Regions from separate parts of the Urocitellus parryii genome. Here region 1 is linked to region 2. Evidence: chromatin contacts called from public Hi-C data. All regions are on one chromosome and are shown on one strand. Each heading gives the region's core, a stretch centred on a gene start, on an enhancer-like site or on the middle of the called end of the contact. The rest is flanking DNA. Distances are from core to core; before and after follow the strand shown.

Region 1 (3,863 bases), core at 294-2,793, 470 kb after region 2:
CATGTAGTTGATTACAAATAATTTAGATGTGATCCAAAAAATTTGGCTAAAACTCTGAGAGAAAAAGGAAAAAAAAAAAAAAAAAAAGAGAAGGAAAATGACTTCATCTTTTGGACAAGAGACAATCCTGAAATTCTAGTTTAAATATAGACAGCGGACCTACAGTGAGCTGAGAATGCCTCTTATTGAGAAGGACCTTCAGAAGATTGCTGAACTCCTGGAAAGACATCTCAGCATTCCATTCTGCAAATTTTTGTGTTTTGTTGGGAGGAATTATCCCTTACAGAGAGAGCCAAGATTTTAATTAAAACAAGGTAGTAAATAAGAAACATCAAAATAAATGGTAGGAGAATAAAATTATACATTTTTAGAAGGCTCTGGGGGCCAATTTAGAGATAAATTGTGATCACATGGGTTCTAAGTATCAGAATGCTGTGTTAGGCTCCACCCTGGTTTTCACATCTATGTTTGGTTTTATTACTTATTACTTTTTCTACGAAGACTTGTATCTAAAATAGAATGAGGTTACTTTGGACAGACCATTAAACACCTCTGGGCACTTTTTTTTATTTTTGTTTCTTGTTACAAACAACTAGACCACGCTGTTCTCCGCAAAAGGGATACCCTAAATTCGTTTGCTAAGCAAAATCTGTTACACTGTCTTCCCTTTCTAGTCAGAGGGAATCACACAAATTAACTCATGCAGATACTCAGCTTTTTACCCCCGAGTTTTAGCCAAATTGCTTCCTGTAGGCAAATGCTCTGCTCATTCAGTTGAGAGTCGGTTAGTAAGCTACTGGACTGGTGCAAAAACGGTTTCTAAAAATTAATGTTCAAGGAAACATGAGGCAGAAGCATGGGTCTGGTGGTCTTTATAAATCAAGCACACTGGACGCTGCCATTTTCTTCCCCTTAGACAAATGACAGCTCTTCTCGCCATTCGTAAAATCAGGAAAAGACCGTGTGGAGTCCAGCTGTGCAACAGAAAGGATTCCCAAGGACTGGGAAAGTAGGGTTTTGCGGACCCAGGACCGAATATCAGCATCCTTGTCTTTATTTCAGTTCTTCATCTAGGGGAGGAGCCAGGCTCCCCCACCACTCCCCCTGCAAGACAACGCCTACTCTGGCCGTCCAGATTCCTGACTTATTAAGAGGATATGCATGTTGTTCACCTGCTAAAATCAGAGTCCACTTCCACCTGCCCAAGGCGGGGCAAACCTTCCGCCCCTCAGGTCGCTTACTATCCTCGTTTTAGGTTTGGCTCCGGGCGCCGCCTGGCGGCTGTTTCCGGAAGTCTCGTTGGAGACTCGGGGTCCTGGCTGCGGGTAGGGCTGTCCGTATATTTGCCTAACTCCAGGGAGCCGGCCTCCGCCCCTCCTCCACTGCCTGTTGATGATTTTAAGTCGGCGAGGAAAGGGCTGGGATTCCCGCAAAAAGGGCGTCCGGGGTCCTCCCCACCCTCTCAAGGATGGCGGAGTCAGGCCGTCTTCGGGCAGCTCGCGACCCGGAAGTCGCCTGCGGCGCGAGGCCCCCGTTGCCGAGCGCGGGCGCGGGGGGCGGAGCTCGGCGCAGACGGGGAAGGGGTCGCTGGGGCTCTAGCTCCTCAGGTTAGGGGTTCCCTCCGGCGCTGCTAGGCAGGCGTCGAGTCCCCAGAGCCGGTGGCTGTGATCTCCCGGGGGCACGCTCAGCGGCGGCTAAAGACGACATGAGTGCTGCGGGGCTGTTGGCTCCGGCTCCGGCCCCGGCTGGAGCGCCGCCGGCCCCGGAGTACTACCCGGAGGAGGACGAGGAGCTGGAGAGCGCCGAGGACGACGAGCGCAGCTGTCGGGGCCGCGAGTCTGACGAAGGTGCGTCCTCTAGGTCGCCCGACGGCGGTGGGCTGGGGTGGGGCTGCACGGGAGAGGGGCGGGGCGGCCTCCGGGGCTTGGGGCTGGCTGGAGGGGCCGCTCTGGGGGGACGGGGCAGCCCGGGTGCTTCGTACCCTCCAGTCAAGGGAGGAGGGGGCTGGAGGTAGTGAGAGCTGCTGGTCCCTTTAAGACAAGCCCCCCACCCCCCACCCCCCAGCCCAACCGTTGAACCTCAGAGTCTTCGCGGGTTGGAATGGGAAAGTCATCCACTGAGTTCCTTGAGTAGTACTCCCCCCGCCCGCCCCGAGGATCAGAGTGGAGGCCAGTTTGGCTTCTTCGGTCCCAAGTCCCCTGAAATGCTTAAATGAGCTTCATTTACGCGGTACAGCGCGCGATAGAGAATACAGGTTAAAAGGACGGGACCTGCAACCAGCTAGCCTAGGTTTGAATTTGGCTGTCATTTAAACCAGCTTCGTAACCGTAGACAACTTGAACCAACTGCAATGGTGTCCCAAGTCGTCCCCTTTCTTAGGGAAGGTGTGAGGATTAAATGAGATAACGTGCATCAAGTACTTGGCCGGTCACCACTGGAAAAACAGGCACAGGAGGAGGTAGGGATTTACTTTATGGCGCCCAGACATATTTTCGGTTCCATGCTCTTTATATTATCATTTACTGCCTCTCAGCCTTGCTTTTCAAATTGGGCTTTACCTATTGGCAAGTGTGAGCAAAACTGTTTTGGAGGCATTGAGGAAGGAAACTGTCTGCAGGAGGAGAAAGGTGAAGAAATGTAAAAAGGGCAAGCAAGAAAGAGGTGATAGAGACTGATGAACCGGTGGAATATTCTGGCACAAAATAGGGCCGTAAAAGCAAGAGCTAGACCAGCTGTCTGGAATGAAGTCTGTTTTAATCATCTCAGTCTCCCCAGTGCCAAATAATGTGGCAGGCTGGCACATGACAGGTGAAGGTCTCTTCCGCTGAAGGAAGGGAGAAGAGTTAGTGGAGAATTGGATCTGCAACAGCCTCTCAAAGGCAGCTGCATATAGGGAAAATAAAGTTGAAGAAACTTACATTTAGTTTAACCACATCCCAAGGCAAGACTGAACCAGAGATTTATAATGTGAAATACATGTAATGCTTTTAATACCCACCAGGGGGAGTGATGAAGCTAAATTTTATTTATTTTTTTCCTCCTTGAAAGTATAAGGGGCTGTGAAAATTATGTAGATACTCCAGCCATTTGCTTGTTCTGAGAACGGTGTTTTAAAATGTTTTTGTTTTATATTCTTGCCTCTGTCCTGCTTCCTTTGATTGTAACTTTGCACTTCAGTTCTTAGAATTCAATTTGTTTGGGGGGCATTCTCCTTTTTTATTGTATATATTTTAATGTAAAATGTTAGAGGGGGTTAAAAATGAGCAAGTATCAGAAGAGAATGTGTATGCTAGGATTTCTTTTTTTTTTTTTTTTCCTTTTTCTGTGCTGGGGAATCAAACCCAGGGCCTCGTGCATGCTACACAAGCACTTTCCCACCTAGCCTCGTCCCAGCCCCACTGAGTTTTTCTTGACAGTGAGTAGGGCTTGACTGCCTACAGTGTCCAGTCTTAGCTTATACCTCCTTGCCTGAACTGCCAGTGTTGTTGGTTCTGCAGAGTAGCAGCCTTGATCATGACTGCCTGTGTCTGATGCACCCTCTTCTCAGGCTGCATTTCAGGTAAAGGCAAGCTCTCTGTAAATATGACTCTGTGTAAGTTAGAAATGGCATTTTCTTTCCTGTCTTAACAATATTTTGTCTTTTTCACTGACTGCTCATGCAGGCCTGTCTTGAGAAGAAATTCATTTTACAGAAACTTATTAAGTACTTATATTGTCAGGTGATACCAAGTCTATGAATTATGATTTTTATGTAACCCCTTTTCCTTAATATTACTCAGATACTGAGGATGCTAGTGAAACTGACCTGGCAAAGCACGACGAAGAAGACTATGTAGAAATGAAGGAACAGTGAGTATGATTTT
Region 2 (4,207 bases), core at 948-3,447:
ATGACTGTGGTGACTACATGCTGCCTGGTGGCCACAGGTACCCCCCTCGCCCCCCAGGGTCAATGTATCTCTTACCTGGGCTGAATCCTGCTGACTATGCCAATTGTCACACTGAATGCAAGGCTCAGGCCTGGGAAACAAGGTTTGGGAATCTGGCAGTTGAAAGAAGATGAGAGGCACTGTGGGAATATTGGTCATCCTTTATTGAGAGGTGGCAATTGATCCTAGCCAGACCCCTGAGCCATTTCCATAGGCCTTTTTTTATATAGAGGCCAAAGATGGCACACTGCTAACAGGTTACAGAAGCGGGTGTCTGCTCACAAGCAAATGTTTCTGACCTTGAGAACACACTGATCATGACATAGCTGATTCATGGCCTCGGTCACACATTAAAAGCATAACATGGCTCACTGGAAGCCTCAGCAAGGGAGCCTAACTATAGCCATTTGGGGCCTGCCCCAACATCAACTCTGACACTGTTGCCTTAAGTTCTTAATGAGCAAAACAAAAAGTTGTAACCTTATGTTGGTTCCTAGTAGTACTTTGAGAATTTTAATGGTCTGTGCACTTTTTTGACAGACCTGGAGCACTGATTGTCTGATGTTAAGGCTTCCAGTACAGAGGCTTAAAAAAAAAAAAAAAGTGTTCCAGAACTTTCTTATCTGAGTGTGGCAGCCAAGATTGAATGGAGGCATACAAAGGAAATCGGAGAGAAAATTTTTCAAACTCAGAAGTAACCTTGTAGCTGGGTGCAATGGTGCACACCTGTCATCCCAGCAACTTGGGAGGCTAAGGCAATAGGATCACAAGTTTGAGGCCAGACTCAGCAATTTAGCAAAGTCCTAGGCAATTTAGTGAGACCCTGTCTCAAATCAAACAAACAAAACAGCTGGGGAAGTGGCTCAGTGATAAAGTGCCCCTGAGCTCAATCCCCAATACCAAAAAAAAAAAAAAAAAACTTTTTAAAATTAAGAGTCAGTTTTACTACAAAGAACTTGGATTTTAGTTTATATAGAAGTGTTGAGAAGCCAGGAGTGGTGGCAAACACCTGTAATGCTGGTGGCTTGGAAGGCTGAGGTAAGAAGACAACAAGTTCAAAGTCAGTCTCAGCAATTTAGCAAGACCCTGTCTCAAAAAAAAAAAAAAAAAAAAAAAAAATTAAAAAGGGGGAGGGAGTTGTGGCTCTGTGATAAAGCACTTGCCTGGCCTCACTTGCATGAGGCCCTGGGTTTGATCCTCAGCACCACATATACATAAATAAAATAAAAGATCCACTGACAACTAAAAAAATATTTTTTTAAAAAATTAAAAATAAAGTACAAAATAGGCTGTGGATGTGGTGTTCAGTGTTTAGTGGTGTCCAGCTCCTGGGTTCAATCACTGATACCAAAAAAAAAAAAGTGTTGAAAAATTATTTTCACTACATCCTCACCTGGTTGATTTCCACGTTTAAAAGTTAAAGGGTCAGTTGGCATCGTGGTGCAGGCTTGTGATCCCAGCCGCTAGGGAGGCTGAGACAGGAGAATGGCGAAGCACTAAGCAGCTCAGTGAGACCCTGTCTCTAAATAAAATCTAAAATAGGCTTGGATAAAACTTAATTAAAAGCAAGTCAGTAATATTTTTTTTTCTTTTTAACTTTTCTGTAGTTGTAAACGGACAGCATACCTTTATTTTGTTTATTTTAATGAGGTGCTAAGGAGCGAACCCAGAGTCTCACGCATGCGCTCAGGCATTGAGCTACAGATCCAGCCCACTCATGTCAGTAATTCTTAAAATTTAAAAATAATTGATTGGCTTTGAAATGAAACACTATAAGTCAAAAAGCTCTTACCTTCACTTAATTTTTTGTTGTTATTGTTGTAGATGGACAGAAAGTCTTTGTTTATTTTTATGTGGTGCTGAGGATCGGACCCAGTACCTCACATTGCTAGGCAAGCACTCTGCCACTGAGCCACATCCCCAGCCCTATTTTTTTTATTTTATTTAGAGACAGGGTATCACTGAGTTGCTTAGCGCCTGGCTCTTATTGAGGCTAGCTTTGAGCTTGAGATCTCCTGTCTCAGCCTCCGGACCACCTACACTTCTTAATAGAAAAAAATAATTCCCTGTATAGGACTTACTACATATCCCAAGATGCAGGAGAAACTACATTTCCCATGATGCCTTAGTACAGGAAGGAAGTGAGAGGAGACCGCTTCCCGTCATTGCATATAGACCGGAAGCCCGGTACTTAGTTCTCTTTCCCATCTTGCAAGGTAAGGAAGGCGGCTCTCTTGGAAAGACTGAATTTCAAGACCTCAATCCTTCGCCATCCGAAACCCAAGGACGTTAAGTCGACACCTACAGGGGTCGAGCATGCTCAGGGTCAACTGAGAGGCCTTCCAGACGCTTTATTTCTTTGACCTGGATTGGCGGCGGGGAGTGAAGAGTGAGGTGGAATGCGGTGGAGGCTCCGGCTGTTCCCCACGCTCTGGGGCTGGGGAACCGGGGTCCCTGTGGGCTGCCGGAGCGAGCTGGTGGGGCCAGAGGGACGGGGCAACAGCGTGTGCTCCGGCGTTCTGAGCCCTGGTCACAAAATACGCTGCTCAACTAGTCTCAGCCACGTTGAGGTTTGAGGCTGAAGCCGGTTGCTCCCGCGTCTTCCCCCACGTCCCTGACCGGAAGTTGCTTCTTAGTCGTGGAGCCTGTGTCTTCGGGAATGACCCGAGTTTGGGCTGTCATTTCCCTAAACCGAATTTGTTGAATTGAGCTAGTGGTCTTAAGACTTGGGAGCAAAGATTTTTGAAAGCAAACGATTTCAAGCTCTGTACTCGCCGCTTCCGAACTTTGCAAATTTTGTTGAAGACTCTCCTAAGTTTTTAAGTTTGTAAAACAGTAATACTAAAGTAGGTCTCGCCGGATATTTAGCAAAAATCCAACGGGTGTAAGAGATTTGCAAATTCTCAAAAGTTTAGTCTGTTGGCAGGGGGACCCTAATATGGGTTAGTGTGGAGTTGGGGAAGAAAGCCAATATCTTAAGGGGGAAGGCTTGTAGAAGGGAAGCCCAGCCCATCTCTGTGTGCAGTTTTAATATTGCCTTGTTTTGGGGTGATTGATGAAATGTCTTTTTTTTTTTTTTTTTTTTTTTTTTTTTTTTTTGGTAGATGGCGGGTGAAAAGGCTGAGAAGCCAGACACTAAGGAGAAGAAACCTGGAGCCAAGAAGGCTGATGCTGTTGGCAAGGATAAAAAGGAAGACTCTACGGATAAGAAACCCAAGAAAGGAAAGCCCCACTGCAGCCGGAACCCTGTCCTCGTTAGAGGAATTGGCAGATACTCCCGATCTGCCATGTACTCCCGAAAGGCCATGTATAAGAGGAAGTACACTGCTGCTAAGTCCAAGGTATGGAAAGAAGAAAACCAATAACCATTATGTCTGCAGAGTATGCGTTCATTCTCTGTCTTTGACTTTTTGATGCATTTGTCTTTGTAGGTTGAGAAGAAGAAGAAGGAGAAGGTTCTTGCTACTGTTACAAAACCAGTCGGTGGTGACAAGAATGGTGGTACCAGGGTGGTTAAGCTTCGCAAAATGGTGAGATTTGGGGGAGGCTGTGAAATGGGATTTTTAGATTGAAGCTGAAAATTTAACTATGTTCTTGTGCACTTAAATAACACATAAGCTCCTGCTTACCAGAGGATTGCTAGTTGAAGATAAAGGTTCTGGTTTTGCAAAGTTGTCTTCAAAACATTTACTACATCTGATGTAAGCTGAGCTTTGTTTCTGATAGGTGTATAGTGAAAGTGAGACTGCATGAAATAAGTTACTTATACTGGAGTTGTAGCTCAGTGGTTGGGCTCTTGAATAACATGCACAAAGAAAGCCCTGGATTCCTTTGTGAATAAAAGAGGAGTGAGACCTGTTGCCATGAGGATGTTATACTTGATTTCAACTAGAAAACAAGCTGCATCTCCCATTTTTTTTGTTATTTGGGTTTGCCCCCTCTTGGTACATATAAAATATAGTAGAGTATGTCTGAAATGCTTTCTGAAGGAGTTTGTGTTAGAGGTCAGTGACCCTGAAGAGGTGAAAAAGCTTGTGTGAGAATGGCTCCCTTACAGCTGTGTAGGGTAGCTTGCCAGGCATCTCTGTTTCCAAAGTCTAAATAGGTGACCTGCTTGCAGTTTTCTTTTCTTGAACACTCAACTCCTGTGTTAAATCATATGCTTTGT

What was found. A called contact is a pair of places that touch in the nucleus more often than the background predicts.
Region 1: a Hi-C map of muscle shows a contact between it and region 2, with 7 times the contacts expected there. The contact joins the promoter of Suds3 here to the promoter of Rpl6 in region 2. A contact is called at or near these places in 2 of 2 Hi-C or Micro-C datasets (liver and muscle).

The regions. Positions count from the first base shown.
Region 1 is chr3:144,017,421-144,021,283 of mUroPar1.hap1, forward strand. It overlaps Suds3 (SIN3A corepressor complex component SDS3), which reads left to right and starts at 1,544. Exons shown (of 12, transcript XM_026403407.2): 1 at 1,544-1,847; 2 at 3,780-3,849. The coding sequence starts at 1,706.
Region 2 is chr3:143,542,515-143,546,721 of mUroPar1.hap1, forward strand. Rpl6 (ribosomal protein L6) reads left to right here and starts at 2,198. Exons shown (of 7, transcript XM_026412067.1): 1 at 2,198-2,255; 2 at 3,144-3,380; 3 at 3,471-3,569. The coding sequence starts at 3,144.